Regions from separate parts of the Mus musculus genome. Here regions 2, 3 and 4 are each linked to region 1. Evidence: chromatin contacts called from public ChIA-PET and Hi-C data. All regions are on one chromosome and are shown on one strand. Each heading gives the region's core, a stretch centred on a gene start, on an enhancer-like site or on the middle of the called end of the contact. The rest is flanking DNA. Distances are from core to core; before and after follow the strand shown. Region 1 has its middle 36 kb from the start of Gm33104. Region 2 has its middle 24 kb from the start of Olig3. Region 3 has its middle 7.3 kb from the start of Olig3. Region 4 overlaps Gm33332 (a long non-coding RNA gene).

What was found. Hi-C and Micro-C count contacts between places; a contact is called where the count stands out from the background. ChIA-PET counts read pairs in DNA pulled down with a chosen protein or histone mark.
Region 2: a contact with region 1 is called in an RNA polymerase II ChIA-PET map of memory CD8 T cells, with 74 read pairs. The contact joins two enhancer-like sites. A contact is called at or near these places in 3 of 115 datasets of contacts at active chromatin or transcription factors (embryonic stem cells and memory CD8 T cells) and 1 of 9 other capture datasets (embryonic stem cells).
Region 3: a contact with region 1 is called in a Hi-C map of the HPC-7 cell line, with 4 times the contacts expected there. The contact joins two enhancer-like sites. A contact is called at or near these places in 6 of 39 promoter capture datasets (the C10 cell line, cranial neural crest, embryonic stem cells and 2 more), 3 of 484 Hi-C or Micro-C datasets (the Ba/F3 cell line, the HPC-7 cell line and nephron progenitors), 3 of 115 datasets of contacts at active chromatin or transcription factors (embryonic forebrain, embryonic hindbrain and embryonic stem cells) and 2 of 9 other capture datasets (embryonic stem cells and pancreatic islet).
Region 4: a contact with region 1 is called in a Hi-C map of the 63-12 cell line, with 4 times the contacts expected there. The contact joins two enhancer-like sites. A contact is called at or near these places in 2 of 39 promoter capture datasets (HPC-7-derived erythroid cells and hippocampal neurons), 2 of 15 datasets of contacts at CTCF or cohesin (large pre-B cells and stem cell-derived epiblast-like cells), 23 of 484 Hi-C or Micro-C datasets (the 63-12 cell line, B cells, CD8 T cells and 17 more), 4 of 115 datasets of contacts at active chromatin or transcription factors (the 230-238 cell line, the HPC-7 cell line, bone marrow-derived dendritic cells and 1 more) and 1 of 9 other capture datasets (adipose tissue).

What each region holds. Positions count from the first base shown.
Region 1 is chr10:19,518,553-19,526,547 of GRCm38.p6, reverse strand. No RefSeq gene overlaps it. Among named protein-coding and RNA genes, the nearest start is that of Gm33104, 36 kb to the right of the region's middle. Within about 2 kb of position 4,142, at least 79 of the 459 cell types and tissues checked have an H3K27ac peak or open chromatin away from gene starts, as enhancers often do. A contact at or near this core is called in the 63-12 cell line, the HPC-7 cell line, memory CD8 T cells and 1 more, where this site is marked.
Region 2 is chr10:19,328,396-19,336,390 of GRCm38.p6, reverse strand. No RefSeq gene overlaps it. Among named protein-coding and RNA genes, the nearest start is that of Olig3, 24 kb to the left of the region's middle. Within about 2 kb of position 2,805, at least 17 of the 459 cell types and tissues checked have an H3K27ac peak or open chromatin away from gene starts, as enhancers often do. A contact at or near this core is called in memory CD8 T cells, where this site is marked.
Region 3 is chr10:19,359,887-19,367,881 of GRCm38.p6, reverse strand. No RefSeq gene overlaps it. Among named protein-coding and RNA genes, the nearest start is that of Olig3, 7.3 kb to the right of the region's middle. Within about 2 kb of position 3,056, at least 1 of the 459 cell types and tissues checked has an H3K27ac peak or open chromatin away from gene starts, as enhancers often do. A contact at or near this core is called in the HPC-7 cell line, where this site is marked.
Region 4 is chr10:19,666,391-19,674,385 of GRCm38.p6, reverse strand. Gm33332 (a long non-coding RNA gene) reads left to right here. Exons shown (of 4, transcript XR_380146.2): 2 at 5,104-5,235. Among named protein-coding and RNA genes, the nearest start is that of Il20ra, 42 kb to the left of the region's middle. Within about 2 kb of position 5,200, at least 16 of the 459 cell types and tissues checked have an H3K27ac peak or open chromatin away from gene starts, as enhancers often do. A contact at or near this core is called in the 63-12 cell line and regulatory T cells, where this site is marked.

The DNA.
Region 1 (7,995 bases), core at 2,893-5,392:
GTGGACAGGGAATAGCAGTTTCTCCTGAAGCAGGGCATGAGGCAGTTCCCCTCACATAGCTGCAAAGAGAACAGGGGAAATGGGGCAACTCCTTATGTGTTATAAATTCCACAGAAGTGAAGTAATCGTGGTGTTCATTTGTAAACTCCCCCCCCCCCCATTTACTCAGGCAAAGCACATTTCTGCTTTGGCTTAGAAGCAGCTGCCCTTGTAGGACAAATAGTATATTTGGTTAATCATAATTTGAATTGAGTTGTGGTCTTTTCCTGAGGGTGTTAAACTCTATAACACTCTGCACAAGAGGAGGACAGACCAAGAAGTGACTTGCAGCAGTGGTTTAGAGCTCTGGTGTACACAATATTGTTAAACTGGGTTGAGTCTGGTCTAAAGCTATCTCTTTACTTGGGTGATAAAAATCACCTGTGCCTATGAACTATGCACCTTTGATATGTAAACATATTATAACAACCTGAGAACAAACCCTTATAGCCAAAGAAACTGAGTACCAGGCATGCCAGCCATACCTCAGCCAGCTAGAGCCTGCTAATTGATCAGACAAAAATGTCAGCAATAGCCAATCAGGGTTTGTTTCTCTGTGCCACTTCTTTTTCTTGGGGGGCGGGGTGGGATTGATTATTGAATGAAGAACCCAGCATTTGGTAATTCTTCCTCTCCATACCTTTTCTTTGCCTAAATCACCTTTGTTAATGGTCTTAATTTTTCTAACAGTATTTTCAAAACAGAAGTATTAGCAAAACCAAAAGGAGGCCTTAGGGTTTAGGTGACCCAAGTAAGAGAACTTTTGCATTCAAGTCAAACAGCATGTTTTCCAGCAGGTGCTAGGCAGGAGACTTATGCATCATTTATCCAGAACTGAGCACTAGTAAAACTCTAAGTAATTTTTACTACTTTTTCACATAATGTAGCTGGACACTGTTTATTGGTGTAGGTTTTTCTGTTTTTTTTTGTTTTGTTTTGTTTTTTTTGTTGGTGGTGTTTTGGTTTTTTTTCCCCTAGGGATTGAACCTAGGCTCTTGTTTATGCTGGGCAAACATTGTGTCACTGAACTAAAGCCAAAAAAATTGAACTAACTAACTAAGTAAAAAACACCATAAAACCACGTAAAAGTTCTACATGTGTACCTCCTGAGAAGCCCTCAGAGTGATAAGGATTGAAGAGTCCAAGAAGATAGGGCTTAGAGGAAGACAAACAATTGCTTTTGGAAATAGAAATGAATGTATAATAAAAGGGTTGGCATATTCATACATGCTACAACATGACAAAACTTACATTAAATGACAGCAGTTATTCAGAAAAGACAATGCATTAGTCAATGTTGTTTATATGAAGTATCTGTAATAGGCAGATTTATAAAGGTCAAAAATAGATTTGGGTGTAGGTCACAAGGGAGGAACATAGTGAGCAGTGCTAATGGGTGTGGGAAAGTGGTAATAAAATGTTCCAAAGTGACAGTGTGGAACTGATTCCACGAGTGTGTGACTATGTTTTAAAACATTGGATGGCATACTTTAAACGATATGATTTACAGAATGGGACCTATCTCAATGAGCGTTTTTTCCATAAAGAACAAGTTTAATTCATAGAAATGTAATTACTTCTCTTTAGAGATGTCTCTAAATGGAAGTTTCTAGGCTTGATGATTTTCTAGATTTCTAGATTTCTAGTTCAAACGGTGACAAACTGCTCCTTTACTGAACATTTCCTGGACAAGCTTCGGGCAGGAACCCTTGCATGAGTGACAGGCCCCAGTCCGCCCTCGGTAGGCCCCCAGCCCTTAACACAATCTAAACATACTGACCTTGGTTTTTCGTTTTTGTTTTTGTTTTCTTTTTTTTTTTTTTTTTCAGGGAACAGTGTCTGCTTTATTATGTATAAACAACCACTTACATAGTGCAAGCCTATCAACTGACTGATTAGTGCATTACCTCAGCTTGGACGGTGGGCATTCAGACCTCCAGGGTCCCTAGGCCTAAGAAGCATATCAAAGCAGACGTGGGGAGTGCAGACTTGTCTGCAGGCCAGCGATCAGCTGCTCTACTTCAGAATCCAGTGTTCTGACTGCAGCAGCACGCTGAGCCTTGCTTCTTATTTAGAAGGCCAGTGTGCCACCATGTAAGCTGGCCACCAGGTAATGCCTGCATTTTCTCCTGCATGGGCTGACTGAAGTAAGTGTGTCACTGAAGGTAGGATCTGCTCGAAACATTTCTAGTTCTCCCTCCCCCTCCCCCTCTCTCCTCCCCTATCCTCCTCCCCCTCTCCCCCCACCTCCCATCTCTGCTTTGTGCTTTACAATCTTGAGTTCTCAAGTTGATGTTCCTATCGTACCATGCTGTCTACAATGATGATGCCATTGTCCCTCTGAAACCGTAAATGCTCATAAACTCTATATTTTTGGGCCTTCGTGCTTGTGCATATGGATACCTGTTCTTGTTAACTGAGGTATGTCCACACAGGATACAGTTTTTAATTCTTCAAAACTCACCCTGAGAAAGGCTCTGGGCTACACTGGGATCCCAAACACCCAGTGTAGTCACAGGCAGGAAAAAAAAGGGGGGGGGCTTTCTATTGACTTAAATCTGAATCTGAATGCTCCTCTCTGGATGGCACTCCATAATACATAAGAAAGAGGCTTGGAAATCTTACTGACAAGAACAGTTGTCTACCTTTATCCACAAAAAATAAATCCCAATGCTCCCCACCATGAATGTCTAAAATTCCATCCATTCTTTCATCCCCCATACGTACACAATACACATAGGCACATGGGTTGGCAAGAACAAGATGGAGTGAACCCTCATCATGCCTAATTTTAATAGTATGTGCTTTAAGACATGAATTATCTCTGGATTTTCCTGTTTAATATTTTCTTTTTGGACCACAGGTAGGATGAGACTACAGAAAGTCAGGTCTGGATAGATAGGGTTGCCATATGTCTTAGCAAGTATTCTATTGCTGTGTAGAGACGCCGTGACCATGGCAACTCTTATAAAGGAAAGAAAGCATTTAACTGGGGACTTGCTTACAGTTTCAGAAGTCTGGTATATTATCAGCATTGCAGGAAGCATGGTGACACATTGGTAGACATGGTCCTGGAGGAGCTGAGAGTTCTACAACCAGATCAGCAGGCAGCAGGCAGGAGAAAGACACTGGGCTTGGCTTGAGCGTTTGAAATCCCAAAGCCCACACCAGTGACACAGTTCCTCCAAGGAGGCCTCATCTGCTCCAACAAAGCCTCATCTCCTAATCCATTGGAATCCACACCCTAATGATTAAGCATTCAAGTATATGAGCCTGTGGGGGCCATTCCTGTTCAAACCACCACACCATAATATCATCTGCTCCATAAAACCAGCAAATGAATGTATTATTTCAGAAAATCTTCCCAATCTTAATAAAGATGTTAAGTGTGGGGATTTGGGGTATTGAAAGCCTTGTGGGGAACCAGCAAGTCTGCGGGATGCAGTAGTACAGTGTGTGAATATGATCGTGTGTTAGTTTCTCTTCTCATAGATGTAACAAAGTGGCTCCCAAAAGCCACTTAGAGAAGGAAGGCTTTATTGGGAACACAGTCCATCAGTGTGGAGAGAAGGAAGCCTTTATTGGGAACACAGTCCATCAGTGTGGAGAGTCACTAACAGGATCTTCCCATGCCACTTGTGTCTGTGGTCAGCAAGTAGAGAAGAATGTTGGTGCCATCTTTACATCCTAGCTCACAGGATGGTGTTGCCCGCAGTTGCATGCACTTTCTTCAGGTTGGACATCCTCCCAGGCCTGGTTAACAGATGTGTCACCTGGCGATTCCAAATCCAGTCACATCCACAATGACGATTAGCCACCACAGTCAGGTCTCAATGGCAAATGTTAGGAGCCGACAGAGTGTTGAAAGTCAGTCAGCGCTGGGAGAGCTGAGGTCCTCTGGAGAGAGGCACATTTAAGATTTTATATCAAGTGCTGTGTAGAGAGTTTGGAGGGAAGCAAGGAGGAGAGAAGTACTGTATCAGGGCTCAGCTGTCTTGGGAGATCCTGAGAGAGAAAAAGACACAAATTACAGATATGTCTGGCAAACCACACAAGAGCAATGTGTTCTGTCTGTCACACTGTGGTTTTGTTTCTTTGAGGAAGAACTGGCTTCCCAGGCTAAGCATTAAATGCCTTTGACTTGGCATAATTTCCTCCTTTAGAAGTCTCACTCAGAGGAAGCTGGGCACAGGCAACAAGCAGGGAGCCCTCGGCTTTGACTTTTTCTTTTTTGTCCTCTTAACTCGGCACTTTCCTTTGGGACAGTGTTTCTGGTTTGGTTTTGGTTTCTAACTACATTTACCTCTTTCTCTCTCTCTCTCTGTGCTCATGTCTCTCTCTTCTCTCTGTCTTTCTCTGTGTCTGTGTCTGTCTCTCTTCTTTCTGTGTCTGTCTCTGTCTCTGTCTGTGTCACTCTGTCTTGGTCTCTGTCTCTCTGTCTCTGTCTCTGTGTGTGTGTGTGTGTGTGTGTGTAAAATCTACAAGAGTTGATTGATTCTCTCCTTCCACCATATGTGTTCCAGAGACTGAACTTAAATCGTCAGACTTCACAGCAAGCGCCTCTACACACTGAGCCATGTTAGCTGTCCTGTGGTTTCCTTTAAAATTCACGCAAAAGTTTATAGTTCTTGTAAAATGCTTTTAGTTTAGACACACACAGACGGAGATTCAGTGTAATAAACCTGGTGCCTTCACTCTGGTGTTGATGATTGGCATGGTGCCTACTCTCTACATTTCCTCCTCCTCCTCCTCTTCTTCCTCCTCCTCCTCTTCTTCCTCCTTCCTCCTCTTTCTATTTTTTCTCCTGCATATTTAAAAGCAAATTCCATGCACACTGCTCTTCCACACTTTGTGTTTAGTGCATCTCTGAGAAGGGATTCTAACCATTTACTGTTATCACACATAAGTGGCAACAGTTCACCCCTATCCTTTAGTACCTAGCTCATATTTGAAGTTTCTGGAATGTTTAATAAATGTCCTTCTTAAAGGTGGGTTTTCTCCAATTCAGATGTCCATACAACAGCCACATGCTCTCTTGCTATTTTTCCTTCCAGTTGATTAAAAACAAATCCTGGATTTGATTGCTGCTTCATGGTGTCAGCACTGTTTAACAGCCACCTACTTCTGCCCTGAACATAAGTTGGAAAGATTTTATGTTCTGTTTGTTCCAGTTCTTGAATTGGTGGCTGGTCCTGGTAGCATCCTGAATCATTCGTGGAAAATAGCAGTTCTTGGATTCATGGAAGCTTTTCTTTTAATATCCCGGCTCTCTCACACTTCCAGCTGATGATGTCAGTGGTGTTGATTGTTGTCTGGCTGTTTACCTAACTGAGAAAAATGTTGGCTTTTCTATCGCATGGCTGTTTTCTGACTCTGTCATTCCTTAGGCTTGGAAACTGGCTTTGCAGAATAACTAATAATTTGGAATGACCGTTCCTTTATCAAGCAGGGCTACTTGGTTCTATTCAAGAAAAACAGGTTTAATACCGAACATTTTCATACCAGTCAGTACAAGGAGCTGTGACTCTCGCTTCCTCTAATGGTGAAGAATAAAATAGTTTTCTTTCTCCACTTTACAAAGTAGGTCTATGAGCATAGAGGTGACGCTATGTATTTATTTTTAGTTATGTATATGTGTGCATTTCTGGGAATGCACCCCATATGTATTAAGGTGCTCAGGGGGGTCTAAGGAGAGCAGCAAATCTCTCCGAGAGGTGGAGTGACAGCGGTTGCGAGCTGCCAGATGTGGTGCTGGGAATTGAACGTGGGTCCCCTGGAAAGCAGGAAGTGCTATTAACCGCTGAGCCATCTCTCCAGCCCCAGCGTATGGGTTTTATATACCCAATATATTATAGTTTGTTGCACCCATCCCTTCCCCAAGTTCCACTGTCAAGTCATGTGGTCACCGAGCCTGCTTCCAGTGGGTTTCTGTATTCTGTAGGTATTTTCCTTGACTTCTGGAAAAAGAGGTCATGGTTGTATGACTTGCCTTTGGTCTGAAACCAGCTATCGCTGTAGGGAAACAGTTCTTTATACAGGAAATTATTTTTGAAGACATGATTTAGGCACTACACATGTTGCTGCTATTATATTGTTACCTTTTTTTTTTAAGTTGTGCAGTTGGCATAGGTGAAAAAATACATATCCTTAAATATAAGCATTTTTCAGAGACCACAGCAATATTTAAATTTTTATGTGTATGTATGTTTTGTTCCTATGTATGTCTGTGTGCTGCACACAGGTAGTATTTATAGAGACCAAATGAGGGCACTGGATCCCTGGGAACTCTGGTTATAGACAATTGTAAGCTTCCCTGTGGATGCTGGGAATAGAACCTGGGACCTCTGGAAGAGCAGCCAGTGCTCTTAACCACTGAGGTACCTCTCCAGCTCCTATAGTAATACCTTTAAATGAAATTACATTACAGGGTTTTTACTAACCTGATTGTTTTTCTTGTTCTTTCTTTACCTGAAAAAAACAGTATTTACAACTGGCAGTAAAACCAGTATTACAACATACAATAATTTGCTTTATTTCATTATATACACAAACTAGTTCAAGCAGACTTGTAAATAAGACATCTGGTATATGTTCAAATATGGTTGTGGCCTAATTTGTCCTTATACCTACCAGGAACTTACAGTAATCATAATTTGAAGGTATCTGGTATAATTCATTTTTTTTTACATGATCTTGTTACTCATTTGGTCATTGATTTATGTCAGTTGATTATTTTGGTAGATTTCTTAGAATTTTCTAAAATGTATAAAATTTATGACTCTAAAATCTTTCACAGTAATCTCCTCCTAGAAATCTTGCCTCAAACATTACTGTTTCTACATGTTTTTTATTTAACTCCTTTTGTGTTTCACTTGGAAAATATAAAACACTTACATGCACACACACACACACACACACACACACTAAATAAATGTGATAAAAGATGCACTTTATAATATGTCACAGTGTTAACACTTTTGTTCCCACCCTCAGTGAACTTTCTCCATACTCAGCACACACTCTGACACTGAGACATACCCGCAACCTCATAACACCAACTTTCATATAAACAAAGAGGGAAATACAAAGTGCTCAATAACTGTGTATAGCCTATACAGTCCATGATTGCATATGACTTTCGTCCATTATATTGGATTTCTGTTTACTGTAAGCTATGAGGGGATATTTTGGTGTCATATATTTTCACAGTTTTGATGGCTTCCAGAGCTGCATGAGCAGTGACAAGTGGCTTAGTGGGTGAAGGCTCTTCCTTTCAAGCTTGGAACTCACATGTAGGAGAGAGCCTGTTCCCAAAGTTGTCCTTCTGACCTCCCTACACACACACACACACACACACACACACACACACACACACAGACACACACAGACACACACACACTTGCACGCGCACGTGCACACGTGCACACACATACCAAATACAATTTTTAAAATTCCTACATTCCTTTATCATCGTTTAGATTGTTTTGGGTTTGACACTTTTCTAAAAGAAAAACCTAATTCTTGCAATACTACTCGAATCCACTAGATGGCAATGCAGCATAGCAACTTGCTTTGTGGCCTTTAAGCCTCTGAACTCTTTTGATAGCCAAAAGAACATTTTTAAAATCCTTTTTTAAAAACCTAAATATAATCTCTTTTTAAAAGTTTAACAAATCTGTTCTATGCAAAAGAATATGGGAATAGGCCTATTGGAGAAATAGTTTGTATAGAAATCATCTTGCCATTTTAAATTTTAAAATTCTTTTCTTCTAAAACCAACACTTGTATTTCAAATTAATTTCATTTCAGATGAACGAGTAGTTAGAAAATTTTTGGAAATAAATCATTTGGTCACTAACACTTTAAACTTTGATCCATACCTGGGAAATGGGAACAAAACCAGCGATTTAGTCAGAATGTTGCCAAAATACTATTGCATTTATAATTAAAAATATG
Region 2 (7,995 bases), core at 1,556-4,055, 190 kb after region 1:
TGGACGTGAGAATGGTGTTTCTAATATCAGTGAATGGAAGAGACTTCAAGAAAAGAATTTAAAATGTATTTTTAATAGAGCTTAAAAGGGAAAGAAGAGAATGTTTTAGCAGGCAGCGTGCTTTCCAGTCAGGAAGAACTGAGGTCCTCGTGGCAAGGAGCTTAGAAAGAGAGTAACTCAGGACCATGTATACAGTAGCTTTGGATACAGACCTCACTTGGTTGAGGTAAATTGAACCTTTGAACATCTTTTCACAGAAACACATAACAGCACTGAAGACACAAAATGAGATGATGAGAAAAAAATTGGATTATGAAATAAAATTATAAAAGTGCTAGTCTCACAATGAGCTAAATTCACACTTGGATGAATGGCAGAAATAGTGAGAGGTTTCAAATCCTATTCATTAAGGAGAGGAGTTTGGACCCAAGGCATTGCAGAGAAGAAAAGCATGGTGGGAACTTCTTTATTCTGAGTGACAGTTTCTAGTGGAATTCTGAACTGTGGAAGGGTTGCTTGGAGAGCAAGGGGCAGAGAGCGCTCTCTGAGATTCACTTCCATTTTCCAACCTCTGTCATGGTTGCATGAACACCAAGACTAGATGTGGATCTACCCTATGGATAATCTATGACTTCCTTTTACTAACAGAATTTTATTCTGTTTTCATGTTAAAATTAATGTGACAATGGTACTTTAGGATATTTCTAAGTAAAATGTTGCTCAATTAGATACAGTGTAGCCTTGGAAATGTAATAAGCAGGAGAGCAATACTGAGTTGTTATTTTTTTTTATTACCAACTTAATTGTTGATTCCGATGTGTTAAAACTGAAGCAGCCTTCCTCCTATAATGTCTAATGAAGTCCAAGATCAAACAAAATCCTGCTAATTAGTAAGTTAATGAGGACAAGTTCACGGGCAGAGTTATGTTCATAATTACATGTTTCAAAGCATCTTGAAGCAAAATAAGATCCCAATTTGTGGCTCTAATATTACAAACTTGGCCTTTGTTCCTTGGGGATGTACGAAGAAAAATTCTGTGGGCTGCACACTGTTAATAATGTACGATGCTGGCAACATGACCCCTCAGCAAACAGTGAACTGCAATCAGCTCATTGCTACCGATACCAAGTTGCTTTAAGGAAGAAAAAGATGACACTTAGGGAAGGAACCAGAATTAAAGGCCAATGGACATCAGTTCTTCACATTTACACTTTGTATACGGACGGAGGAAGATGGGCCCACAAAGATAAAGACGTCCTACTCTGTTGCTACCCTGTTAGAATAGAGAACATTGATCCCCATGTAAAAAACTGAGAATTTTTTTTCCTTACCAACAAACTGGTGTGGTTTAACACTCCTGGTTAGTGTTATCCCGGGTTCCTCTCAGAAATACCAATAAGCATTTTACTTTAGGACTTTAGATTTGCTGTTATTTGGACATGATTCACACTTACTTATGAGTGGCTCTTTTTGGCTTTGCCACACTGAAGCTATAGCTCTGATACCATGGGATCTGAAAAAGCAAGTATTGAAACTTACTAGACTATGTATCAACTGCTTAGATGACCACTCGTCAACCCAGATCACTGCTAAATGACACAAAACTAACGCTGACCATCAGCACAGCCATCTTCTCAACTTTGTATCATCTTACCGGTTGCATAGGACACAATGTGTTTCATTGTGATGTTTTCATATACATGAATTGTGCTTTGCTTTGAAGCCACATTTTCTTTATGCATTCATCTGTTGATGGGCATCTAGGATGATTCTATATAGTACCTACAATAAATAGTGTTGCATTAGACATGGATATGCAGCCACCTCTGTGAGAATGTCAACTTAGATTCTGCTGGATGTAGACTCAGGGAAGGCAGATGTACAAGCATTGCCATCTTGATTTTGCACAAGGATTTTCCAACCCCACCATTGTGTATAGCGCTTTGCAAAATACATTATCCAGCAAGGTAGACACTCAAAGTGCTTGATATGAGGTTTTATGACTTAAAAGGATGATGGTGCTAGGCGTAAAACCATTAGTGGGTAAAGTAGGATGGCAAAGCCCCCTCTTCTTGTTCTTGGACTTTGCAAAGTGGGTCTGCAATCACTTTTGACATCATTGACCATCTGAAGACAGAGCAAAGAGTCTGATTTCCCCTGCTTTCTAGATGAATTGCAGAATTCATGTTCAGCTGCATTTAGTTAGCACCAAGGACCCCAGGATCTATAAACTTAGTTATCTAAATAAGGTGAGAAGCCAATGGCTATAAGGTTTATTTAATGGTGAGGTTGCTTAATTATTCATGTTGAATGAAGGCTGAGCTGTTCAGATTTTCTCATAGCAGCACCCCTCCCCACTTGCCCTTTCTCTGTGCCCCTATTTTCCTGCCTTAGAAAGATGAGGGGAATGTGACACTTCCTTAGAAAGATAAGGGGAATGTGACACTTCTGGGATCCCCCTCAATACCTTTGCACTAGAAAATTATTCTGAGATATCCTGGTAAGATTTCAGCTCTGGCAGGGTCAGATAGTATGGCCAACACCTGCCATAGTTGGATGACCTTGAGGGGCTTAGCCTCACAGTGGAAGAGGATCCAGCAGGTGATAATCCTCTTTACAAACACAACCTCTTCTGACTGCATTGGAGGTAAGGGAAAGTGTGTGTGTGTGTGTGTGTGTGTGTGTGTGTGTGTGTGTGTGTGTGTGTGTATGTTTAAACTTTCCTTCTTGTCTTTATTTGTGTGCCACAGATGGCAGCCTCTCTGGCTTGTTATGAGCACAGGAAGTGGGTAAAGTGTGGTGAATTGCGAGAATGCCTCATGATTCAAATATGTCTCAAGGCCAATTCTCCTGAGATCATTTGGCAAGGCCAATTATCTATGAGTTTGGAAGAGCCTGAAATCTGAGATTTTTAAGTGTCCCCACACCCCAAAATTATTTTTCAAAACAACAAGGGACAGTTTCTCTTCACCAAGTACATAAGATTGTCGACTATTTTCTCATAGTTTTATAATTAACACATAAGACGAAAAACAATCACAGTTATTCTGAAATGAAATGAATGAATCTAGTAGCCAGTAGAGTAACTTATTTCAAAGCAGACTAGTAAATTGTGATCACACTTTCAACTGACAGAAAAAGAGAAAAAAGATATTTTATCCCTAAAGTAATTTCTTTTATGTTTTATGTACTAGTATAGTTTATTTTGAGTGTTTTCCCCCTCCTTCCCTTTCTCCCTCACTCCCTTCTTTCTTATTCCTTTATCCCTTCCTTTCTTTTTTCTCCCTTCTTCTTTTTCTCCCTCCCTCTTTCCCTGCCTCCCACCCTCCCTTCCTTCCTTCATCCCCTACCTTTTTTTTTTCTCTCTCTACCCCCATCCTTTCCTCCCTTCATTTCTTCTTGGGTCTCATGTATCCCAAACTTACCTTGAACTCTTGATCTCCACTCCCCAAGTGCTGACTTTACAGCTGTGCATCACCAGGCAGGGCTACTTATGATGCAATTCAGGCTTTCATACAGTAGAATTTTGGTAGCAACTCATTGACTGTCCACTAGGCACAAACAGTTCCAAAGAGCGAGTCTTGTGGAACTGGCCTTGTGGAAGTTCTCTGTGGAATGAAGAGGTTTTTGTAGTGAGCTTTTAGGTAGATTTTTAATGTAGCCATATTGCTACCACAGTAATTTGTGCAGTGCCAAAACACACTGTATTTATAATAATAGGAACTATATTTTATCAGTTCAGCTTCAGATGAAGAAACTGTGACCTTGGGAAACCTAAACAAGTTAATTGGTTCAGGAATTTTAAAACAACTGCCCACACTGGCACAAATAAAAGTTATACTAAACTTGTATTCCATAGTCAGTGGAACATTGACCCTCAAAAGCTTTGGCAAGCCCTATGAAAAAATATACAAGGCCTTGGGGTGTACGTCAGCGGGACAGCACTTGCCTATCATGATCAAATCCCTCAGGCTTGACCCCTAGCCATCAAAAAAAAAAAAAAACCTGAATGAGAGGATAGGTAAGTGATTCAGAGCAAATAGCAACAATCTTCTGTTCTTCTAGAATACTCATTTTCCCCATTTGTTATCCTTCAATGTCCTTCCTCCTTTCCCTTTGGACCCCTTCTTCCTACTTAGCTCCCCAGTGGCCAGACAAGTAGAAAAAAAAAAATGATACCATGCCCTTCATCAGCTGTTAACATCCATTACCTCCCCAGGAAGTGATGGAGACTTCTGGGTGCCTCCTTTTTCCATGATGAGAGTTGGAGGGACCAATCTCCTGCTGGTGTGTATAGCTGCTGTGCGATCATGGTTGCATCAGTAATATTGTGTCTACATGACAGTTTTTGTGACATTCATTCCCATTCTTCAGCTCTTACATCCTTTTTCTCATTCATCTGTGAAGTTCCCTGTGCCTCAAGGCCAGGGATGATAAAGATGCCCTGTTTAAGGCTGAATGGCCATTAGTCATTATTTTCACCACTTTGACCAGATAGTAGTATTCTCTGTGTTAACCTTCACCCTAAGCAGCTTCTCTGACTCGAGATGAAAGACACGCTAGTCTATGTGTATAAAAATAAATATGAGTATAAATGCAAATATTAATCTGTTATTCGCCTCTAATAGTCTGAAATGTTTTTCTTTGTTAAGGAAGAGATACAGTAATCTCTTTCAGTTATATAATGCTCTCAGGTACCTAATGATGCTATCAGTCTCATATTATAGTACAAAATTGCAAAAGTTGAGAAAAATCAGTTTCTTGACATCTGTTGAAGAGCAGACGCTTAGCAGCTGTGATCTCATGCGTACAGGGAGGAGGATGATTGCCCCTAGACTATGGTTTCCAAAATAGGGGCGTGCAAGTAACATTATACAGACATAGCAGTATTTAAATATTCCAAAATGTGGGTTTTTTATATAGTGCATTTACATATTCAGGAACACAAACACACACTAAAGGAAAACAAAGAGACCATGGATCTTAAAAAGAACAAAGTTGGGGATGTGGTTGGGTTTGGAGGAAGGAAAGGGGAATTGTGGATAGCAGGAAGCCATGTAAGGACTTTCAAATGGAAGGCATTCTAGGTTGTCTCTTTGAATGGAAACTCTTGAGATGATTGGTGTTGTAACACCAAATACAATGAAGTCAGTAGTCTTGGCCAAGTTATACAAGAAAAGAGAGCCCTTAGCTTTGAGACAGAAACAAATAAATACATCAATATTTTTGTGTCATTCTGTTACTATTAGATCGAAATAAAAGTGAGAAAATGTGATAAATATTAAACTACGTATATACAAGGTATTGCAACTCTTTTTCCTATTTTTGGATATCCTTAGCATTTGACTCTTTTTAAAATTTGTTTTTTTCTTGATATTATAATGTAATTATTTATTTCTGCCTTCTCTTTCCTCTGTCCAAACCCTCACATATAACCATCTTGTTCTTTTTCAAATTCATGACCTCTGTTTTTCATTCATTGCTATTATAAACATATATATGTATGTACATATATTCCTAAACACTTAAATACAACCTTCTCAGTTCATACAATGCTATTTTATGCATGTTTTCAGAGCTGATCATTTGGTACTGTATAATCAATTGGTTTGCTCTTTCCTAGAGAACACTCTTTCTGTCTCTTTTACCCCCCACCACAGCATTCCTTAGTTGCCTGTAGTTCTTTGTGTAGGGTTGAGGCTTAAGGGCTTTCCCCTATCTACAAAAACGTACTCATTTGAGTGAGCTGTCACAAATCAGAGGTCTAAGTTTTATCTGGATTAGTTATTTTTTCATTGTTTTGACAAAATATCTAATAGGAAGTTAATTAAGAGAGAAAGGGTCTTTGTAGGGGAGTTACAGTTTCAAAACAGCAAGCCTGTCTTGGTGGGAAGATGTAGTGGCAAGTGGGGAGGGCAGGAGTAGAGGCCCTCTGGCCACACTACAGCTGTGTCAGCATCACAGAGAGATGACGACTGAGCGTCTTCATTGTATTATTGAGCCCAGGACCTTATCCTGTGGAATTGTATTCTCACCTTAATTAATCTCGTCAAGAAAATCCTTAGTAGACATGACTTGAGATTTACCTGCAGGATGATTCTAGATCCTCTTAGGTTGACAGCCAATATAAACCATTACAGTTTTCTTAGGAAATATTCAAGGTGGAATGACCGACCAGTGTGTGAGAATTTCTAAGGGGTAACAGTAAGTGTTCTGTACTGACCCACATTAAAGCTGTGGGAAGAATAAACTGAGATGTCACATTTCTGATGCGCTGCAGGGAAGCACTCTGGAGATATCAGCCCAAGCTGCATACTGCAGAGACACCTTTTCCTGATGGTTTGGTGTGGAGTTTATACAGACACTTAAAGAGACTCCAAAATCTCCAAAATGATCTTTTCATTCACCTCAAGAATGATGAGTCATTGTTGCAGCTTCCATCTGGCTACACCAGAGGAAGATCAAACCTGTAACCCAGAAAAGGGCCTTTGCCAGGGATCTGCCTACATCAGCTTTAAGCTCCATCGTGTGTAGCTCTGAAGCAAATGTGTGCTGAGATGCCACCCCTACCTACAGAATTTCTTTTAGCCTTGAGTCAGTCTTAGGAGAAGGAAGGAAGGGGCAGAGGGTGAGAGGGAAGGAAGGTTAAAAAAAAAGGCAGGGGGAGGGGAAGGGAGAATTAAGCTGTAAACTGGCTGCATGAACCTATAGTCTGGCTTCTTCTAGCTCTGAATGGGGTATGGAGCTGGAAAAGCAGCCTTCCTATTGGACAGGGGGTGAGTAGTGGGAGGCTGACTCAATTGTGTGCTCTCCAAGGGAGGGTATTTCATTAATTGCATGGTAACTATGGGCAGGGAAATGCAGATGTTTCTGTAGCCCAGAAGAATGAGAGCGGCTGCTGATCCTGTCAAAGGAACATTTGGAATCAAAGGGGCTTCATGGGAGCCAGAGAAAGAGTTTTGTGGCCCAGTGCTGTGGTGTAGCCTTTTAATCATTAAGCCCTTTCACGGGGTGAAATGAGCAACCATTGTCATGGTCACACCAATGGGCCATCCAACCTGGTCAAGGGGGAGGGTTTGCCACAGGGGGAGGACAGTAGATGAAGGGTACCAGCTAGGGCCCCAGGGAATTGGGAAGCGATGATAGGAGCAATCACAAAGGCAGGAAAAACCCCTCAGGTTAGTGTGTTCAGATTGCTTTTGTTGCAAGCAGTTCCTTAGACCCCAAACCTTAGACCCGGAGAAAGATCTTCCTGCTCCACAGACAGTGGGTACCCTCTTTCATCTTCGTGCTTTACTGGCTGTGGTCCTTTTTGCTGTCCTCTAAGTGAGGCTTACCTAGCTGAGCATATTGGAAGTGGAATTTTATTCTCAACCACTTCCCTAGGGTTATGCAAGAGGCCTCAGCATCACTCAAAGGAAGGAATTGTGTTCCCCTCTCTCCTGCAACTAGCCTAACTAGACAGTAGGTACCGGGAGGAACTGGATCAGGTCCACTTTCAGGAAGGACTTTCATGTCCACCGAATTTAAAATGAAAGGCTTTAAAAGAAAGCCCGAGTAATTTTTTTTAAAATACCTTTTTTTTCTCTGACATTTCCATCTACGCATGTGATGTATTTTATCTTAAGCATTTCCCATCTCCTATCCTCACACTTTAAACTGGAGGCTGACAGCCAACATTTTTATGTTTTCCTGAACATTTTATGTGATTCTAAAACTTCCAGAAAATCACTTCATTCTTACTGCCACCAAGGGCATTTTTTTTAGGAGGATAGTACAATTTAAAATTTTTCTTCTCTTCACATTTATGTATTTGTTTATTTTGTATTTGTTGTATATGTGTTGTGGGTACCACATGGCCCATGCGTGGTAGTCAGAGGACTCTCTTCCACACTCTGGCTCCCAGGACTTGAACTCGAATCTTCAGATTAGCAGCAAGCACCTTTACTGAGTCATCTCACTGGCCATTTTTTCTTTCCATGATGGTGAAACAC
Region 3 (7,995 bases), core at 1,807-4,306, 160 kb after region 1:
CCCAAGATCAGCCTTGGGCTTTTATATGCAGGTGCACATACGTACACTTTCACACACAAAAACACACACACACAAGCATACACACTAAGATAGATGACACCTGAGGAACAACACACAAGGTTGAACTCTGGCCTTCATACTCATGTACACAATAACACGGAAAACACACACACACACACACACACACACACACACATTTACTCTCCATCACACATTTATTCTCCATAGAATATCAAGCATGACAGTAACAACATGCTAGTGTGAGCATAAAAACTATAGTCTATCAGTGGACAGAACAGAGAGGTGAGCAACAGGCCCTTGGATAGTGCAGTTTGATAGATTGTAAGATAGCACCATTAACCAACAGGACCTGTGTTCAGAAAACTGTGTGTATTATATAGAGATAAGCACATATAACAAAATAATAGCAAATAGATTTTAGGTTGAGGAAATACAGTTAGGTACTAAGTCTATTCTGTGAGGCTTTATCGGAACAGTGGGTCCAGGTTTGGGGGGAGTATAGGAAGTCCAGGATAAAGGGACCTCATCTGAAGAAATCCTCTTGGCTGTCCCATGAAATGTTGAAAAGGATTGCATATAGCATCAGAATATGCATTTTAGAGGGCCAGAAGGGGGCAAACTCACCCTTTATCATAAACCCATTCCCATAACTAACCTACTTCAGCATTGACAGCATTGAACAATGCACGAGATCAGAGTGTCCATGACCTAACTGTCCTGAGAGGTCACATCTCTCAGCATTGCTGCAGTGAAGATTACATTTCCAACACTGGAATCTTGGGAGGCCCATACAGAGTCTACACAGAGAACTCCAGCAATGAAAATGCAAACCACAAGCAGTAAGTAGGGAAACGAGAAGAGGATTCAGACGGTGTCTCTTAGGCAAATTCTTGGGTGGATCCAGCAGGAGACACCTACAGCCCTGTTTGTGGCACTCTTCCCTAGAAAGGTACCTAGGAGCAGTTAAGTTCCATCACTCAGTATAGATTAAGTGAGATGTGACGGATACACGGGATACACGGGATACACAGGATACATGGGATACACAGGATACACGGGATACAGAGGAGGTGCTTTGCAAAAGTCAAAAGTTGGGCAAAGGACTAGCAAACGGCAAAGTGGACAAACATTAAAATGCAGCGGAATGGGAAGCAAAGGGGGCTGCAACACAAGCAGCTTCTACATTAAAAGATGCTTCCAGATGCAGCACCGACTACTTTGTCAGGGCTCCTACGTGTCCGGCACAGAAACGGCCATACATCCAACACATTTGCAACAGGCCAGCATGTAGGAGGAGAGAGGTCTGACTGTGCACTGAACAGAGTATTCCTTCCAACCCTCCTGATGACCGACCTGTCATGAATTTCTGTATGTTGTTGACCAGAGTTACAGATAAGCTTTACTCTGATTTACCCACCCAGAGGTGTTTGGATAAAGAATAGCATTGGAAAATGGAGACATTTTCTCCTTCTGGAGCAGAAGACGGGTTTGTTTGTGTTCAGGGGGTAGAAGAATAAGGCCTGGATACAAAATAAACATTATTCAGATCTTCTGGAGGTCCAGTTCAAAAGAATGGAGGTTTCTAAGTCAAGATCACTTCCATGTAACACAATCCCCACCTGAGCAGTGTGGATGGACCTCTGCATCGCTCCACCAGGAGAGAATGACAAAGGGAACAAAGACTATAGAGAAAAAGTTATGGAAAAATTTACTAAACTTGATGGCTTCGCCAAACTCTGAACACCCATTTGCATCGCAACGGTATGAAGTATGTTTGGACGAAATTGTATAAAATTTCTGAGGACAATAATTATAGAAAAGAGAAAGAATCTAGAACGACCAAATAAAGAATAGTGAAACCCATCTCACTTTTCACTGCTCCAGTGGACGCATACAGAAGAGATAGACAGACCCAGAGTATGGTATGGTGATGAGCATGTCTATATTCACTGTAAGGACTCCTGGGAGTGACCTTTTAGAGAGTCATCACTTTCCCTCTATCTCCCCTTTTCATTCTATTTCTCTCTAGTTCTCTGCACCCTCGTGGTACTATGAATACCAACCTCTTTAAGAACAAATTAGCATTTGGGTGATGCTGAAGTAAAACCACCATTTCTAAAAAGTGTCTCTCCGTTTTGATGTATTCCCAAAGTTACTGTTAGTGTGTGGGGAGACCTAGTATTAGCTGTGAACAACACAGACTTTAAAAAAAAAAACCCAAGTATTTCATACTTATCAATGATAGAAATTCTTGTGCTGAGTCCCATACTTCTTAGTCAGAGGAAGACAAACGACTCAGTTAAGAGCCTGCCCAACATTTTACAAGACAAAGGAAATGCCAGGAACCCAGTAGCTAAAGGTAAAATTAAGAGGAAAAAATAATCCAAATCCAAATGTTTTTTGGGAAAGGAAACCTTGGCAAACAGAGAGAGGGAGGAACATGGCTATTGTTTTGTCCCTGGAATTACTGAGAGTGCCTACTTAATGCCTGGAGTCTAGCGGACTACTTTATCAATAAACCAGTATATTTCAGTGAAAACGAAGCAAATGCCCTCCTCTGCTTCTATTTCCCCAAAAAACTGTATAGCAAGAGAGAATGGCTTCCTGATAATCGTATTTGTCTCTGAAAACCTGAAGCCCTGAAACATTGCTACTGTGGAGACCTGCAAAGGGACCTGGGATACTGAGGGGCAGAAGTATCTGGGCCACGGTTCACAAAGTCTGTCCTGCTGGGGTCCCAGTTCTCACATGGCTGGAGCGAACAGCTTGCAGGGCAGAAGACAGAACCAAAGTTCTGCTTAAATAAGACATTATTTGGTAGGCTTTTATATGTCTGTCCCCATGAGAGAGGGGCTATGCTGGCCTCCACTCTGTGTGAAACACACTTAAGGGCTCAACTTCATTTGGATCACCTTTGAGACACCCCCTCCCCTTGCTGTCTTTGCAAGACTGCCTTCCCTCCTAGTTCCTAGCTTATCATATGCAGGGTCACCCTACTGTGGCAAGAAAGGCAAGGGGCCACTTCCTTCAGGAGCTGTAATGGATGGCTAATTGTATGGCTTGACTGATTCCCCTTGCAATTATTGTGTTTAGCCCAAGGACTGGTTTCATATCTGTGTACGTATGACTTCCATAGCATGGAAATCTGCAGAAGCTTGGCTTTCCTTTTCGACAGTTTATTATTTAAGTGGAGCCACCAAGGCCAAAGTACAACAAATGGAAACTAATTATTTTCCCTATTAGTATAAAACATATGCGTGTGTGTATGTGTGTGTTTTCCTTGAAGGGTGCTTGTTTTGACAATTGACAGTCAACTGTTTGTAATGCCAAGTTAATTGTATGATTGTTGACTTTTACTTCTGCTTAAATAAGCTTTTTAGAGCTGGGCGTGGTGGCACACGCCTTTAATCCCAGCACTTGGGAGGCAGAGGCAGGCAGATTTCTGAGTTTGAGGCCAGCCTGGCCTACACTGTGAGTTCCAGGACAGCCAGGGCTATACAGAGAAACCCTGTCTCAACCCCCCCCCCCCAAAAGAAATTTATTTTAGACATACATTTAATTGTACCACAAAGTTGCTACCTAACAGATATAAAAACTCTAATAATTTAAATCTGTCTCTCTGTTTCTCTACTTTGTTTGCTAGTACACTTGAAATCTCATCTGTCTCCTCCATTCAAAACTTGAATAGTAATGGGGGAAAAAAAATCACCAAACTGAAACAACTATTAACTGTTGAAACAATCTAATAATTAGTTCAGAAAAAAGGTTGGAGAAATGATTTATAATCAAAGTGTCAAATGGAAGAAATGAATTCAGCACAGGAAAATGGGGGACAGAAAAGTCAAATAAGGTTTTAAAAAACTTTTGTGGACAAATCCCTAAGCTTGAAAGATTGCAAAGCACCAAAGGAGTTCTCCTTCTCTGAGAATCCAGGCTAGATTCAGTAACAGAGAGAGAGAGAGAGAGAGAGAGAGAGAGAGAGAGAGAGAGAGAGAGAGAGAGAGAGAGAGAGAGAGAGAGAGATCTTTGAGTTCTGGGCAGCAGGATTATTTATCTGGGATTTTGTTTTGTCTGGGTTTTCAATGAGGCAGCCCAGCTGTACATTTGGGGACAGACCGCAGCAGCTTCAATCAAGAGAGGGTTTGCTTCGATTCTTTGGAGGCTCCTGTCCCTCTGCAGGAATAGAGTAATTAGCAGACCATTATAAGTCTCGGCTTTATTGAAGGGAGGATACCTTACAGGTCACTGCTTTGAAACTTTTGTTCTGGGAGGGAAATTACAGGATTGTTTATGTGTCCAACACAGCCATGACAATGCTACAGTCCAGAGATGAGTTTCTGTAGGTCCTAGAGCCTCGGAGACAAGGAGTAAGTAATGCCGCCAATCTCCTTTATAAAAGATTCCCTCCACTCTCCTCCCTCCTTTCCTCCTCCTCCTCCTCCTTCTCCTCCTCCTCCTCCTCCTCCTCCTCCTCCTCTTCCTCCTCCTCCTCTTCCTCCTCCTCTTCCTCCTCCTCCTCCTTATTTTTTTACTTTATAAAACAGCTTAGGGATTTGCTCATTTGGTAGTAGCTATTGGAGACATGAATTAGAGGGGCCCCAGACTGAGGCTTATCTCTCAGTAATAAATCTCTCAACAATTGTGAGAAAAACTAAGTTCTGCCGCCATCTCTTCTGTTTATTTCCACATTGATGAAGGCATCGGTTTCTGTCCTCTCTGCCTAATAGGAGAAAGGGGCACTTAGTTTCTCCGGGATTGGGGTGGGCTGTGTGGGGGAGCAGCTGCTTTTTGCTGCGCTTTGCTGGTGGGTTTTATCGTCTGACTTAATAAGCGGTGTTTCGCGCTAGCCTTCTGAAGTCCCGAGGACCGGGGTATTTTTATGTTTTACTCTCGTTGTTCGTCGTTCCGCTGCCACTCCTCATGGTGCCTGACAACGTAGAAATGTTTAGAAAATGTTCCGCTACTAACGTAGCAGAAAATTAAGGAAAACCCCAAAGAAAAAGTAATCCCAAGATTTAGAACATGGTTTCCTGTTCTTCGCTCCTGGAGACACAAGGAAATACAGGGGCGAATACCTGGGGTGGGGTCGCTACAAAATGTGCAAGCTAGGAGCTCTATTTCTGTAGAATCAAGAACTTGGTTAGAAGGGCGTTTTAAGCACCCTACCTTAAGCACACAAAGTCAGGACCAGATTTATCAAGTTTTCCAGATCCAGAGGAGAAGATATGTGCTTTCAGGTCCTGGCTCTTGTACTGAAGGTCTCAGACTAGCAGGGAAATAACGCTTCCCTGTCAAGTCAGGGAAGGACAGACGCCTGAACGTTTAGAGAGAAGCTTTCCCAAACTGCTCCAGACCATTTTCCATAGCCTGCCCCCAGCTCCTGCCTCCCGGTGACAGTGCCGCAGAAAACTGACCACTCTATTTCCACATCAAGAACACCACAGCAAAGGTAAAGTTCGGGTTTCAGAGCTTAGATTCCTTCACCCTCCCGGTGCTCTCCCTAAGGTCTTGGTCTCCTAGCGGTCCACTCACTTCTGGAAAGCATTAAACTTTGAACCAAAGTCTGGTGACCAGAACAAGGTCCCATGTTTGTTTTAATTAGAGGAGGAAGGCAGCAGGATAGGTGGCCAGGATCCATTACCGCGATGGAAGGCTTTTCCTATGAGAGTTCCCGAGTAGGGAAAGCACACTGCCCTGGGATTACCTGGGCGGGTCCTTAACAAATATCCTCCGCGAGATTTACAAATCTTTAAGTGTCAGGCAGAGCCTGAAGGTAAAAGAAAAGAAACACGTGCTGGCCCCTCTTCGTTTCTGTTTCCACAAAGGTTTAAGCAGCGTTGCCAGGTTCTTCGAAGGAGTGGTGTAGTCCCCATAGATACCCTCCTCTCTAGAACGTCCTAACACCAGAGCCTGCTTCTGGGACCGGGCGTGGGAGCTGGAGCCTGGCTGGGATAGGGGTATCCAGACCGACAGTTCCCTTAGGATTCAGCCCCAGTCGCAAACCTGCGTCTCTGGAGTCTGGGCCTGGGCTCCAGTGCCAGAAAGCTCCTGAAGTCAGCGGCCACTTGTCCTCAAAGACAAAGCACCTACACAGTCGAGAGCCTGCAGAGCCGGGCAGTTAGCCACTTGACACCACCAGCTCCTGTGCTGGAACTCACCTTCTCAGGGATCCCCTGCACTCCCCTCCGGAGGCCGCGGTGTGCTGGGATGGGCTCATTGAAAAACCTCAAAGACTAGGCAGCTCCACAGCCAAGAACCTGAAAGAGCAGGGACTCAAGGAAGTGTACTAGGGAGATTAGGAGTGCTCCTCGGGCCCAAAAAGCTCAGCTCCTAGAGGCTCTCAGGAGAGCTGACACTCCTACCAAGGGCCCTACCTCGAGTCTAGGTCTTCCAGAGGACACGCCTAGAGTCTTCTGTGGATGCTCTATATTCCTTTTTTACCTCTTTCTACTTCTCCTACTTTCTCTCCTTCCACTCTTTCCCTCTCCCTACCTCTGCATCCTCCTACCCCCCTCCTCCCTAAACCTGGTGAGTGGAGGCCCAGCTGATCACAAGTCTCAGGTGGCCAGGGTGAGTGCCTGGACCAGATGCTTTTTCTGGCATTTTCCTTTCCTGGGTAAGGTAAGGGTCTGCCCGTGGACTCAAGCCTGGGGAACAGGCAGCCCTAAGACAAGAGGGAAAGACCTGTTCTAAGAAAGGTATTGTCTCCCCATGCACTGAGAGGCCCCCAAAGAGGCAAGACTGAATCTCTGTGTGGAGACTGGCCTGTTCTGAGTCCTAGGCCAGTTAGGGTACCCACTAGCCACAGAGATGAGGAGCTGCAAAGCCATTGAGCTTCCAACCTGAGAGCCAGCCTTTGGGTACAGTTGGGACCTTGTCTCAGAGGCAGGTGGGAAGAGGAGTCTCTCAAAAGTGAAATCTCTTCTCGGGACCTGGAAGACACAGAAAAATCTATGGGTCTAAGCTAGTGTTCCTGGAACCTACCCCTGTGAGGAGTGGTCTGTGCATTTGGTTCTGAGGGCACCAGGGCTTGGTGGAGGTGGGGAGGAGGCAATTTAAGGATACATAGAGCTTCCTGTTCTTGTAGCTAGGGAATGCGGGGCTGCACCAGCCCAGGCTGATCTTTCTTTCCACAGAGTAAATCCTCTGAGTTGGGTGTGGTGTGGGGGGGTGAGCCTCCTTAAGAAGGAAGATCTGGTGCAGGCCTGGTGACAAAAGCCAACCTCACTTTCACTTTCCTCTGGGGACTTAGGTTCACAGTCAGTGGACATGCAAGACTCCAAGAGGTTTTTAAGGTAGATTTTATTTCCTCTTTCATGCAAAGTAACATCTAATCAGGGTTGGAAGTATTCTGGTTGTGTTTCTAGATTGAATTTAAAAGTACTTAAAACTTGTAAACTTGTAAAGAGATTGTGTACTCATAATCGAAACAGCTCTCTAAGCAAGAACTGTTATTACCTTCCCCTCGGTGTGGTCCTGTGAGTTTGAAAACTTAACAGGAAAAATTGTGAACAAAAGTTAGCTTGTACACTCACACCCAGGAACCGGTCAAAACACCACACAAGGGGCTACTGGCAATATTGTCTTCGTTTCAGTAAACCCAGAAACCCGATGGCCATTATTCTTGTTCCTGGCATGTTTTAAGAACGTTTTGTTCTCCTGGACCACAGAAGAAAGTTTTATGGCTGGGAAAAGAGTTTGGGATATTTGTGAGATCTCCTCTGTGTTGGTTGAGAGGATTGTCTATTTTTTATTCCAGTGAATATCTGAAAGTAGATATAGAGCCTGCACGTCAGAACTTCAGATTCCCTTTGCTTCGTGCATGCACACACACACACACACACACACACACACACACACACACACACACAGAGAGAGAGAGAGAGAGAGAGAGAGAGAGAGTTTGGCGTTATCTGGACACTGGAGAAATAAGCCCAATTTGAGGCTTGGGTCTTCCCTAGGACCAGACTTGTG
Region 4 (7,995 bases), core at 3,951-6,450, 150 kb before region 1:
TCCCACTTAGAAGAAGGAACAAAATAATCACCGGAGGCAGAGGGACAGAGGGACCTGGTGGGAGAGGAGGGGGGAAGTGGGGACAGGATCAGGTATGGGAAGAGACAGGAAAGAAGTCCAGAGGGCCAGGAGAATGAATAGTAATATGTAGAAGTGGGGGTGGACGGGAAATGGGGGTGGAGGGACAAGTAGAATGTCCCAGATGCCATGGTTGTGAGAGGTTCCCAGGACCCAGTGGGGATGGCATTAGTTGAAATGCGCAACAGTGGGGAGATAGAACCTGAAGAGAGCACCTCCAGTAGATAGACATGGCCCCCAATTGAAGTATGGGGCCACTCACACATCTCAAAAATTTTACCTGAGAATTGCTCCTGTATAAAGGAAATACGGGACAAACATGGAGCTTAGACTGAAGGAAAGGCCATCCAGAGACGGCCCCATCATGTGATCTATCCCACCAGCAGACCCCAAACCCCAACACTATTGCAAATGCCAAGATGTGCTACCAGTCAGGAGACTGGCATGGGTATCCTCTAAGAGGCTCTGCCAGCACCTAAGACAGATGCAGATAATCACAGCCAATCATTGGGCTGAGCCTGAGGACCTCAATGGAAGAGTTAGGGGAAGGACTAAAGGAGCTGAAGGGGATTGCCACCCCATAGGAAGAACAATACTATCAACTGGACCCCTCAGAGCTCTCAGAGACTAAGACACCAACCAAAGAGTATACATGGGCCATTCCATGGCTCCTGGTACACATGTAGCAGAGGATTGCCTCATCTGGCCTCAGTGGGAGGGGATGTGTTTGGTCCTGTGGAGGCTTGATGCCCCAGAGAAGGGGGATGCTAGAGGGATGAGATTGGAATGGGTGGGTGGGTGGGTGAGCACCCTTTTAGAGGCAAAGGGGAGGGAGATGGGGGGGGGTCAAAGGGGTGACTTGGTAGGGAGACAACATTTGAAATGTAAACAAATATAATAATTAATAACAAGTAAAATAAAAAGAAAGGAAATATGGCCACAGGGGGTCACTCATGTGCTGTGCTCTACCAAGAAGTAAAATTGAGCTCTTCAATGCAGTATTATGCCACAACTTTCCTATTCTGAGCTAAGAGTATGATTCCGTTAAAACCTTTAGACAAATGGTATTTTAGCTTGAAGAAGGTATACTTTTAATGTACAAAATGGAACACCCACTAATCTCTTCATAAAGATTCAAGTGCTGTGGTAAGTGTGTGCTTGAGGAAATGGATATTTTCATTAAGCCCGGGCTATGGTCAATATTGCTACTGCACATATCACATATAGATTATTAGTTTAAAAGGAGAATATATACCCAGACAGCTAATATTAGAAATCTGTTAAGCATAATAGAGGATCACTTTGATGTTTAGAATGGTACTTGTATAACATCTTGAATATAATCCTTACAGGTTGTAGCTCATTTTCTTGTGGCTTTGATTTATCTTTAGCATTGTCATGAGTAAATGAGAAATAAGGGAGTTATTGACACATGTAAGTCAAATAACACTGATCTCTCAGTGTTCTATTGCTGTGAAGAGACACCATGACCATAGCAACTCTTATAAAGAAGAACATTTAATCGGGACTTGCTTACAGTTTCTGAGGTATCATCCAGTATCAGCATAGTGGGCAGCATAGATGCACACAGGCAGACATAGTACTGGAGAGGTAGCTCAGAGTTCTACATCTGGATCCAGAGGTATCAGGAAGGAGAGAGACACTGGGGCTGGCTTAAGCATTTGAATCTCCAAAGCCCTGCCCCTATTGACACACTTCTTCCAACAAGGCCACACCTACTCCAATAATGCCATATCTCCTAATCTCTGATAAGTAGTGCCATCTCGTAATGGCCGGGCATCCAAATACATGAGCCTATGGGAGCCACTTCTATTCAGACCACCACAGTAGGTCAGTGTCTGTCATTAGGCCCTAACATTTGTGGTTCTAGACACTCTTTATCATTCTTATTTGGGCAGAATCCAAAGATGGGGAGAAGACAGTTCTTTTTTCCTGAGTGGTTGTCAGAGACATAGGCCTTTTTCTATTTTTTTACTAGCTGTTAGAGAGAAAGCATATAGCCAATGTGTATAGCCAGCAGATGGTCTCATTTGGACTGTGCATGCCAAAGGCCTGGGGCCATTTAGATATCATTTGCTGCAGATGTGAGACTCTCAGCAAGTACCCAGGATCTGCAGAGTCCAGCAGGATGTTGTGGGGTTTTGCTTATCTTGGTTTCTGCTGAAGGGCATGGTTTGCCCCAAACCTCTTAGAACTATTTTGTATCTTTCTAATAAACTAAATTTTATTAATAATTGTCAGGAAGTGATCTGTTTTCTGCAAGCTTATAATTCAAGTTGATATAAGTGTGAAATTTTCTGGTTAAGAGGGATTCTAGCTGGTGGAAAGTGGAGCTTTTCCTGAATTTTATTCCACAATACAATAATGGCTGTAAGAGAAATTGGATATTTAAAAGAAAATGACTACAACAGTATTTTCTAGACTGAGAGGACAGGGATTTGGCCATCTTGCCTGGGGGTTGAATAGAAGGGTGTCTGAGAATATCTGGGAAGCCATGAGCTGCGTGGAAACACTCACTAGGGCTTGGCTTCTTTTCCTTCCAGCTTTGAAGGCTGTTGCTCTCAAGCTGTGTTTCCTCTTGGACCAGTGACTTCATCCCTTAAACCTAAACAACAGAAAATGTAAATACCTCTGAAATCCCTGGGGATGAGACCAGTGGGCGCACTGTATACTCACGGGCATATACAGACTCTTCTTTACTAAAACATAGAGTCCTAAGCATAAATCACCGAACACTTCTAACATAGCTGCTACACCGCATCTGATGGCCGATATTAGATGACACTAGAAGGATCATTTGCTCTGTTTCTGAAGTTAAATATCTGTTTTTCAAATAGCCCACTGTGGCTTCAAACCTTCAACTAATACCAAACTACTGCCTCAAAATACCAACCAACTTCCAACCGGTTGCACTTGTTTCTCCAAATGAATATTATTTCTTGATCTAACACCAGCCTGACAGTGTTCTCGAAGAGAGCACCCATTTTCCTAGCATGTCTGCTCCCTAGACGAGATTAGATGGGACAAAGACTGTCTAGTGTGGCTGGCCATGGGCGTGTCACATCCTATTATGAAAAGATGTTTGCATCATCTGTATTCTAGGTTGATGACAGCCTACCTTGTAAATCATGCGATTATACTTATAATTATGTTTGTTGGAGAAGTGGATCTGAGCTGAAGTGATTGGTGGCAAGGGAAATCCATTTACAGTTTTTATTAGCAGCAAAATCTAAAGCCTTAAAAATCACAATGGTGCCCAACTATATAGAACCAAGGTGATGTTTCTCATGTTATCACTATTTTAAGCCACTTGGCTGACTGTTTGGGGTTACCTATGTCTTAATGTGTTTAGGAATTGCTTTGCTTGTGTCTATAGTTTTGCATTCATCAAGATGCTTCTGACTCAAGACCCATGATTCCAAGCTGGTGTTTATAGATGTGTTTGTAGAATTTAAACTACCAGTTTAAATGAGATGATAAAATGAAGGACTTAGTTCAAACACTTTTGCTTTTTAAAACTATTTCCTTGGTAAAATAATGTGTAATAGTATATTTTAGTTAAATATTTTCAAACTCACTTTTATAGCCTTATATAAATCCTCTCTATGCCAGAGAAAATATTAGTGAGCCTTCATCTACCAACACTAACATGCATACCTCTATCCTGATGTGTGACTGGAATATGGTTAAAAACTAAATAAAGAAAAATGAAGGTACTAGTATTTAATAAAGAGAGTAGATTTAGCATCATAATAGGAAAAACTCACAAACTACTCCTTCTTGCATAACTAATATTTATAAGTCACTTGATGAGCCATTTTGAGATCGCTCTCTTCGTAGCCTGTGTAGTTAACAGCTGGGGTATCTAACAGTAGTGGCTCAGTCAAACTTCAGGGTCCAGATTTGGATGTTTGGATCAGTGGTTTATAGGCATAACTTACCTTCAGATACCAGAGAGTTTCTTAGTAGAAAAAACAAAAGCAGAGCAAAGAAGTCCTGATTCTAATTTTTCCTCCTGTATGTATATGTATATGTATATGTATATGTATATGTATATGTATATGATGTATATGTATATGTATATGTATATGATGTATATGTATATGTATATGTATATGTATATGATGTATATGTATATGTATATGTATATGATGTATATGTATATGATGTATATGTATATGTATATGTTGTATATGTATACACACACACACACTGGCAAGACTGCCCTACAAATTTTGGCTTCTTTTTAGCAAGGCTCGTTACAGTATCACAGCAAGAGGTTGCCTGGATTTTCTGTAGTGTGCTCCAGTGGCTTCAGAGACGTACCCATCAGCATATACTATGTTCTTAGAAGAAGACAATGCCACATGGATGGTGTGGTCCCTAATAGAAGTGACCGTCTACCAAGATTTTACATGCAAAAGTTAATGTAAAAACTCTCAAAAGATGCCACTTTTTATAGTATATCTGAGAGTTTGAAATAGCTTGCAATTCTGTATGAAATGGTGAGAGAAATACTCAGAATAATACTAGTTTGTCCTCATAAAAGTACTTGTGTTAGCTTGGATTTAATAATAAAATACCACAGCCTTAGTGGCTTCTAAAATACATTTTCCCTCCACAGCTCTAGGGATTGGACAGGTTTTGAGTCTGCTGAGACCCCATGTCCTGGTTCCTGGGTAGCACTTTCTTGCTGTGTCATTCTCAGAGGGTAGAAAGATGAAAGTTCACTCTTGTGCCTCTTTGCTAAGAGTATTAATTTCATTGATGAAAGCTCCTTCTCCATTCTCTAAGGGTCTCTGTAGTATCCTGGCTAAGTGTGTATCTTCAGTATCCTCCACAGCCCGGGGATTTGCTTATCCCCCAGCTAGTTGCTCTATTTAGGAGAATGTGAAACACCTGTAGGATGTGGATCCTGATTGGCAGAATTAACTCACTGGGGGTGGGCCTTGGAAGATGATAACCAACCTCTGGCTCTGATCCCACTCTCTCTCTGCTGCCTAGTCAACCATGATGTGGCTGAGTCGGTTTCACCAATCTCGATGCATAATGTTCTGCTCAAGCATCTGGGGCCAAGAAATGATGAACTTCTGAAACCATGACCGAAATTAGCCTTTCCTCTTCTGTCTCTGTCAGGTATGATTACCATAGCAAAGCACAGTTCCACTTCCTAGTATTGTCACCTTGAAAGTTAGAATGGCAACATATGAATGTTCCCCTTTTACGAAACACAGATTTGTTTCCCATGCAGTAGAATCTGAATATCCTTTCTCCTCCCTCAACCACTGCCAGCTTCTCCTCACTTCCTCTCCCGCCCACACCCTTTCCCTTTCTGTCTCTCATCAGAAAAGAATGGGTTTCTAAGAGGTAACAACAAAATAAAATATAAGAAGATAAAACAAAACCATCATATTGAAGTTGGACAAGCCAAGCCAACAGAAAAATAAGAGTCCCAAAGCAGGCCCAAGAATCAGAGACCCACTCGTTCACCCAGAAGCCCCACAAAAGTATTAAACTGAAAGCTTAGGATATATGACAATAGCTTCTTGTTTAAAATTTTATTTATTTACATCCCAAATGCTGCCCCTCTTCTTGTTCCTCCTCACAGAGACTCTCCCCCTTTCACCTCCCCTTCTCCCCTGAGAGGGTTCTCCCTGTCCCTGTATCTCCACCAACCCTGGAACATCAAGTCTCTGCCAGATTAGGCACATCCTCTCCCACTGAGGCCAGACAAGGCAGCCCTGTTGGTGAACCGATACCACAGTCAGGCTACAGCTTTAGGGAGAGCCTCTGCTCCAGTTGTGGGGCTCGCATGGAGACTGGGCTGAACGTCTGCTCTGTACATGCTGGGTCCTTGTTTCAGCCTATGAGTGTTCTTTGATTGGTGACTCAGTCTCTGAGAGCTCCCAGGGGTCTAGGTTAGTCGTCTCTGTGGGTCTTCCTATGGGGTTCCTGTCCCCTTCAGGGACTTCAATCCTTTTCGCAAAAGCGTCCCCGACCTCCATCCAATGTTTGCCAGAGCGTGGCTGTGAAGCTTGGTCAATCTGCATTTAAACTGGAGCCCAGATCAGTGCCCTGGAAGCTGAACTCAGGGAGTCTAGGCTTACTCTTTGGTGAAGCACAGAAATGTAAGCCAAGTTCAGGGAGTTATTTCAAAGGTCAACGGAGAATGGAAGTAATACTTAAGATCCAAAATAGGAATCCTTACATGTCAGGCACAGATGAGAGCTTTACCAGATAACACACCCACAGATGAGTGTCCATGAAAAAGCTGTCACATGAAGTCAGACAAAAGAATGTGCATCCACTCCTGTCACTGCAAGTTCTTCTGAGATCATATGGTTTCATATTTTCTTTTCTTTTTTTTCAATTTTTATACTGTATTTTTATTTTTTCTTATTTAAATACATTTTATACATCAAACATATTAATAATATTGATTATTTTGAGAATAAAATAATTCATAAAAATTGCTCAACTTTTATACTCATATCCCTTCAAACCCTAAAAATACTATTAATGAATACTTAATACTATCCATGACTGAGGATCCTATATCTAATGTTGAATACCAAATTGTTTCAAAACATATAAAATATCCTTTGGGGGCTAAGCATATAAAAGAGCATAAAATATTAAAGATGAGTAATTAAGAAATATATTCAAAAGCCCATATATGATACCACCTGACATAGTGAGAGAATATTTAAATGCATAGTATATCTGTGTACATTGTCTAATAGTTTACTTTAAAAAGATTATCAGTGTTTCCAGGAGAGATATTATTTTATCAGTAAGTATATTTTAAGAATTTCAAAATAGCAAAAACTCTTAGAAGTTAAACATTAAGAAAATGCTAAGAAACCCTGTCTCAAATAAAACAAAAAAATGCTAATTTCAAGCACAGTGAGAAAATTATCAATAATATTTCCATGATGTTTGTAAAACATGATTTTAATATTTCCAACTGTTAATATTCAACAAACAGAATAATTACTTTAAGATATATTTCATTATTATATCTACTTTTTCATGTCTGATTTTATTTATTTGGATACTGTCTCTTGTCCTCTGGTTAGTCTGGCAAAAAGTTTATCTATCTTGTTGATTTTCTCTTAGCACTGATCTCATTGTGTCCCATAAGTTTTGGTATGATATGTCTTCATTTTCATTAAATTCTAAAAAGCCTTTAATTTCTTCCTTTCTTTCTTCCTCGACCAAGTTATCATTGAATAGAGTTGTTGAGCTTCCATGTGTATGTGTGTTTTCTGTTGTTTTTGTTGGTATTTAAGACAAGTCTTAGTCTGTGGCGATCTGATAGGATGCATGGGATTATTTCCATCTTCTTGTATCTGTTGAGACCTGTTTTGTGAACAATTATATGATCAATTTTGGAAGGGGTACCATGTATGTGTGCTTTGAGCTTCAGTAAAGTTTCTTTAATGAATGTGGATGCCCTTGCATTTGGAGCATAGATATTCAGGATTGAGAATTCATCTTGGTAGATTTTTTTTTCCTTTGACCAGTATGAAGTGTCCTTCCTTATCTTTTTTGATAACTTTTGGTTGAAAATTGATTTTATTTGATATTAGAATAGTTACTCCAGCTGGATTTTCAAGACCATTTGCTTGAAAATTTGTTTTCCAACCTTTTATTCTGAGGTAGTGCCTGCCTTTGTCACTGAGGTGAGTTTCCTGTATGCAGCAAAATGTTGGGTCCCGTTTAAGTATCCAGTCTGTTAGTCTATGTCTTTTTGGGGGGAATTGAGTCCATTGATGTTAAGAGATATAAAGGAAAAGTGATTGTTACTTCCTGTTATTTTGTTGCTAGAGGTGGAATTCTTTTTGTGTGGCTATCTTCTTTTGGGTTTGTTGAAAGATTACTTTCTTGCTTTTT